Regions from separate parts of the Zea mays genome. Here region 2 is linked to region 1. A link is a contact called in public Hi-C data. All regions are on one chromosome and are shown on one strand. The core of a region is the stretch at or near the end of the contact, and the rest is flanking DNA. Distances in the headings are between cores, read along the strand shown. Region 1 overlaps LOC103643579 (centromere protein O). Region 2 holds the start of LOC100279626.

Region 1 (3,058 bases), core at 62-2,561:
GATATCTCCATTATTCTCGAGTCTGTCCGTTCGTGTTGCTGACACTACGACTGCGGGGGGATGTTAGAGTATATTAGACAACTCTTGATATGGTTGGTTTAGGATTGATTGTAATCCTGGGATAACCTTCTTTATATCTAGGATAACCTTGCTTATCTCTAGGATATGCTTCTTGCCCTCCAAGTCATGTACTCCTATATATTCTCCCTAGAGGCTTAATGCAATACATCCCACACATTATACACATTCTCTCCTTCAGGTTCTGGTCCAGTATCTGAAATTGCAACCCTGAGTATTATAAAAGAATTGATATATGAGTCATGACATTTTTCTTTTTAATGAGTGTGCCTTCTATCATTGGCCAATCAATTGTTGAGGCACTTGTAGCTTTAAAGATTGGAGCTAAGGGTCAAATGTGGAATCTGGAGACAGATGGGTCATACAGTCTTTGATGGTACATCGCTAATTATAGTTTTTATTTCATGTTCAAGGTTCGTCTTATCAAGGAGCTCTACGGGAACCAAATTGGCGAGCTGTTCCATAGTCTTCCTTATAATATGATAGAGTTTGTATTGGAGGATTTTGAGTGGTAAGGATAATATTTAATTACTGCTAATGCTTGGATTGCATCAATAAGTTCTGTTTTGTTGCTAGTACACTCCCTCATAGAATATGTACACCTAGTGCAGCCTTCTATTTTTGTTATCTTGCAGCGTGCATGCTGAATATCGCATACTGATTTTAAGCTGCTAATATGCATAAGTAGCTTGTTGCACATTTTGTAGAGATTGATCTGTTTGCCACTTATAAGCAGCAAGGTTACAATCAGTATCCGATATTCGGATCTACTGCAGACCCTGCCGAGTCAGGCAAGGGTCTTGGCTTGGCCACTTCGCTCGGCCAAGAAAATATCTACAAGAAGCAGCAGTGCATCAGCTGCGCAACCAGTACCCTTTCACCTTTCATATGCCGAGGAAGCACTCAAAACCTTGTGTCTACCAGAAGGTGCTTCCTGTCACCTTGGCTTACAGCATACATGGCTTTGTGCTGAATTGATCTGTTTCTCCCTGTTCTGTGTTTCAGCATACGCAGACATTGTGCTGGAGCTACCCCATGCTTTGAAGAGGATTTTATCCTCTCGGGACAGTGACTAAATCGTGACCTCAAGATGTCCAGTTTTGTTGTGCATAAGATTCACATCTCAATCGTGGGGCATGTTTTTGAAGATATTGTTCAGAATCTTGTGGTAGTATAGCCTGCAGTTGTGGACTGCAATTCCTGTGAAAGCAAGGCAGACATTTGCGTGGGCCGCTCGAAATATTCCGGCTACAGTTCCTGTTAAAAGAATCAAAATCCTAGGAAGGCCTTATGGTCGAGGCATAATCTTGCCAACTGCTGTCCTTGTCCTTGATGTGTGCTCCTTTTTTTTCTCCACTCTGGCTATGTTTGTTTCCTTTTAGAATTATACTAGCGCGTTACGCGCGCCTGCACGCGCGTGTTGACAAACCTATTTTATTTCAAATATCAAGTATCTAAGAAGACATGCTAAAATTTCAACAATATTTTTGGTACCAATAGCAGTAGTAATACAAACTTAGATTACAATACATAGCAAGTTGCATTAAAGTAGCATACTTCAGTGTCCAGCAATAGTGTCCGTAAAGTTTGCATAGACAAAATAGTTTTAGGAAGACTTTAACAATAGAGTCATATGTATACAAAAGTCTACTGACCAAAAATGATGAAGCCTTTCTTGTATAGACACAGCTTTAGGAAGGCATCAACATCAGTTTTATATGTACATAAAAGTCTCGTGACCAAAAGTGATGGAGCCTCTTATATGTTTGCAAATTTTTTTTACCTATATACAAATGAGAGGAGTATGTTAGCATAGACAACATCAAAGAGCTCAATGCGATATCACGATCATAAAAGAAATAATATTCTTTCAAAGGAGAGAAACAATAACACATAACATGTTTATTTTATCTTTCCCTCTAATCACGACAAGCAGGTACTATGTCTATTAACACAACAAGCCATGTTGTCTCCAAGATCTCAAGTTACAAAAACTTAATTGAAAACTTGAAGTGCTTCTCGAATAAGGTACATCAAGAGGCTAACATTTTAACACACTGTTATGACAATAGCTAAGGAAAGAGTAGTATACAAGCAGGTTTATTAAGAACACTGGCAACTGCATCTTGGTAATGTTTGAAGAAAAGGTTCAAAGCATTCAAATAAAATTATGTAATGTTTGAAGAAAAGGTTCAAAGCATTCAAATAAAAATTATGAATGACAGGATAACTTTAAAGAAATAAGTTGTTGGAGTGAGTAAGTTTGGTAAGCAAAAAAATTTAGCATTCCATAGATCAAATTGTAAAGCCAAAATAAAAGTAAGTTTGGTCCAAAGCATTAAAATAGAAATCATGTATTTTGTTTATGTATTTATTTTATATTCTTCTTTTTTTTGTCAAAGTGTAAAGTATATTTTTAAAATGAAACATGAGTATGGAACTGTTTTTATTTTTTTGTGTATTTGTGTTGCACTTATTCTCTTTTTTCTTAAGCTATTTTTGATAAGGAGATTAGAATACACAATGCAGACTATGGGTTCGGCCAGGCAAGTCCGCGAAATATGCATATAGGTTTCTAGACAAAGCTAGAAGTAGCAGCTGTAATTATTAGTAATACATTATTTTGGGTTATGGTTGTTGATTTGTGGAAACAAATTATCATGATACTTAAATATGGAATTTTTTTGTCAGACACAATGTAGTTTTGTCTGTTGTAATGGGGAAAAAGGAAAATGAGGGTGCGAGGTTTGTGTACAAAGGATCCTGAATGGTGCAAATCTTGATGTATTTCAGGATGGTCTAACTGTCGTCATTCTTGGAACATGTAGAATCTGGCATGGCTTTGCTAACCTCGGTGTGCTTTATCCTGCATGTAGTGTATTATATTAATATGGAATAGAAGTTGTAGTTGTAAACTTAAAAAGCATGCTTTGTTTTCATTTTATAACTAATGTCTTTCCATACATACTTTTTTGGTGGT
Region 2 (3,365 bases), core at 677-3,176, 110 kb after region 1:
CTCCGCCTCGCCCGACCCCAGGGCTCGGACTCGGGCTCGGCCCCGGAAGACGACGAACTCCGTCTCGCCCGACCCCAGGGCTCGGACTCGGGCTCGGCACCGGAAGACGACGAACTCCGCCTCGCCCGACCCCAGGGCTCGGACTCGGGCTCGGCACCGGAAGACGACGAACTCCGCCTCGCCCGACCCCAGGGCTCGGACTCGGGCTCGGCTCCGGAAGACGACGAACTCCGCCTCGCCCGACCCCAGGGCTCGAACTCGGGCTCGGCCCCAGACGACGGTCTCCGCCTCGCCCGACCCGGGGCTCGGACTCGATCTCGACCTCGGAAGACAGACTCGACCCCGACCTCGGAGGAGCCTCCGCCTCGCCCGACCCAGGGCTCGGACCGACCACGTCATAGGAGAGGCCATCATTACCCTACCCCTAGCTAGCTCAGGCTACTGGGAACAAGACCGGCGTCCCATCTGGCTCGCCCCGGTAAACAAATAATGATGGCGCCCCGCATGCTCCATGACGACGGCGGCTCTCAGCCCCTTACGGAAGCAAGGAGACGTCAGCAAGGACTCGACAGCCCCGACAGCTGTCCTTCCGCAAGGCTCCAACGCTCCTCCGATGGCCACGACATCACATGAACAGGGTGCCAAAACCTCTCTGGCTGCCACGACGGCATGTACTTAGGGCGCTAGCTCCTCTCTGCTAGACACGTTAGCACATTGCTACACTCCCCATTGTACACCTGGACCCTCTCCTTACGCCTATAAAAGGAAGGTCCAGGGCTCTCTTATGAGAGGGTTGGCCGCGCAGAAGAGGACAGGACGGCGCGTGCACGCCTCTCGCTCCCTCCACGCGGACGCTTGTAACCCCCTACTGCAAGCGCACCCGACCTGGGTGCGGGACAACACGAAGGCCGCGAGTTTCCCCTTTTTACACCTATCTCCCTCTAACTTCCCCCCTTCGTGCTCCGTCTCGCGCCGACCCATCTGGGCTGGGGCACGCGGCGACAGTTTACTCGTCGGTCCAGGGACCCCCGGGGTCGAAACGCCGACAACTGTGTTGCCTTGTTCTTGATTCACAGTATTTGAGAACAAGCGAACAACAACGCCCTACCATTTTATAGCCTTATTTTTATCTATTATGTTCACAAGAACAACATGTATGCATGCAAATATATGAGCTTATTTTATATTGTTAAGCATAATGTTAAACATACATATAAATACAGATGTTCTATAAAGGAAAAAGTCTAGATTTAATCATTAAACTTTAGAACTATATTTTTGGATGGAAGGAGTGTTTTTAAAGAACATACAAATTTTTAATAAGACAAGTGATTGAAGTTTTTTTAAAAGGAACCACGTCAAATGAAAAAAATGAAGGAAGTACAATCGAAAATCTTTCGATAAACCAAATATGTCTATTTTTAATAGTTCCTTAGCAAAGATACTTGGGTTTGAAGTTTAATAGTTAAATTTAGATTTTTTTCTTCATAATTTTTTTTCTATTTGTATGTTTAACCCTAAAAAATGGAGCTAGTATATTTTATATATTTATGTTTATGTTATGGACGGAAGAGATAAAAAAGAGAGCTATATAATGATTAGGGGTAATTTAGTTCATTTATATGTGGTTTATTCAATAAAAAATATAAAATATATAGATAAATTATTGTTTACTGAATTAATTTGGTAAAACGGGTGCTGTACGTATTGTTTAAAAACGAATGCTATTTCACCGTTTAAAACTAGCGTTGTTTTGTAAATTTCCACTTTACAGCGCCACACAAGAAAACCGAAAATTGCAAGGGGCACCAACCAAAAAACTTTTTCAACTTTAAACTCCAAAATAGTCCAAGCGCGAGGCGAGCACACGGACAGAGGATAGAGAAAACAGAGTGCGACGCCGACGAAGAGAGAGACAGAGAGCAAAACCCAAACCCTAACAATCATTTGCAGCCCCCGGCGTCTCGAGAACCTCCAAGGAACCATCCACAGGCGAGGCCTCGCTCCGTGCCCGGATCTCCCATTTCCGCCCGGCCGGCGCGGCGGGATCCTGATACTGGTGCTGTCTGCTGGGGTTTCGTGTAGGAGAAGGCGCGAGCGCGGGTGTTTGGATCGGGGGAGGCAACGCTGGCGGCTCGCGGCGGCAGCAGGTGATGGCGGATCCGCCTAGCGGTGGGGGATCTAGGGCTTGTGTCTGCAGGGAGAGACAGGTCGAGGAGGCAGAGGCGGGTCTGGGGCTCGGGAGAAGAGAACAGGGGAGGAAGGAGGGAGGATGCTGAGCGTGGTTCGGGTACACCTGCCGTCGGAGATCCCGATCGTGGGCTGCGAGATCACGCCGTACGTGCTACTGCGGCGGCCCGACGGTGCAGTCTCCACCAACGATGTCCCCGAAACCGCGCCCGCTGATGGCCAGTTCATGCGGTACAGATGGTAAGTAGCTACTTTTGGTTGTATTTTTTCAATCTTCGGTTCGTAAGACATTGCATTTCGTCATTTCGGATTGCTCAGTTATTGTTTGCTTGCTTGTGCTAGTGAATTATGACCAATTTTAGGGTTTCTTAGCAGATACTTAGATGTTCGAGCAGTTGCTAAACTCACGATGAGAATGTACATTTAATCATTTATTCAACCAATTTGTTCATGTTATAATTATGAATGTGTGATCACAGCTCTTGACCATACACAAGCTCTTTTAGTGTTTTGGTAAAGGACGCAAGTCTAAAATATTCTGCTGCTTGCGGTTTAAATAGGTTATGTAGGCAGATTTTGAGGTTGGAACATAATTGGGCACAGAACTGACTGATACCTGTTTTCAAGGTCAGATCCAATTCCAATGGCTTAGGCTCCCACATGAGGGTTGTGGGGAAGGGATAAAACGAGGCAAGTCTCTCCCCCCCCCACCCACCCACCCCCAAAAATGTGGAAAGGCTCCTTCAATGAGACAACTCACTGCACCAGATTTGCCCTTCTGATACCTGTTTTCAAATGACACCATAATTCACCAGATGTTTCAGATGGGTAGCTGGGAATGGAGACAACTAGAGCTAATATGCGTCATGAACAATTCCACAAGTCATCTGATTTAAGGTCTATTTGAATGTCGGAAGCTGAAAATGTGTGGTTAGAAGTTAGGACCATAGACATCTACATGAGTCGTCATGGGAATTCTGTTTTGCACTATTCACCTTGTAAAACGTTTTCCTTCTAAAACCGGCACATCTCTAAATACTGTCTAACTGGTTTGATGTCATCCAGAAAAAAGGACCCAATAGTGGAAGCAATTTGTTCCCTTTGCCAGAAGAGTTGGTGTGAATTGAGTTATACATTTTCGCTACTCAAGCACAAGCTTAAGGCCCCTATGATTC

Evidence for each region. Hi-C and Micro-C count contacts between places; a contact is called where the count stands out from the background.
Region 2: a Hi-C map of leaf shows a contact between it and region 1, with 2.0 times the contacts expected there. The contact joins the promoter of LOC100279626 here to the enhancer-like site in region 1. A contact is called at or near these places in 3 of 25 Hi-C or Micro-C datasets (endosperm and leaf).

The regions. Positions count from the first base shown.
Region 1 is chr1:247,488,495-247,491,552 of Zm-B73-REFERENCE-NAM-5.0, forward strand. It overlaps LOC103643579 (centromere protein O), which reads left to right. Exons shown (of 13, transcript XM_008666747.4): 11 at 492-589; 12 at 815-1,005; 13 at 1,084-1,557. The coding sequence ends at 1,154. Among protein-coding and RNA genes, the nearest start is that of LOC109943517, 33 kb to the left of the region's middle. Within about 2 kb of position 1,312, at least 2 of the 20 cell types and tissues checked have an H3K27ac peak or open chromatin away from gene starts, as enhancers often do. A contact at or near this core is called in leaf, where this site is marked.
Region 2 is chr1:247,595,042-247,598,406 of Zm-B73-REFERENCE-NAM-5.0, forward strand. LOC100279626 reads left to right here and starts at 1,927. Exons shown (of 12, transcript NM_001152622.1): 1 at 1,927-2,430. The coding sequence starts at 2,273.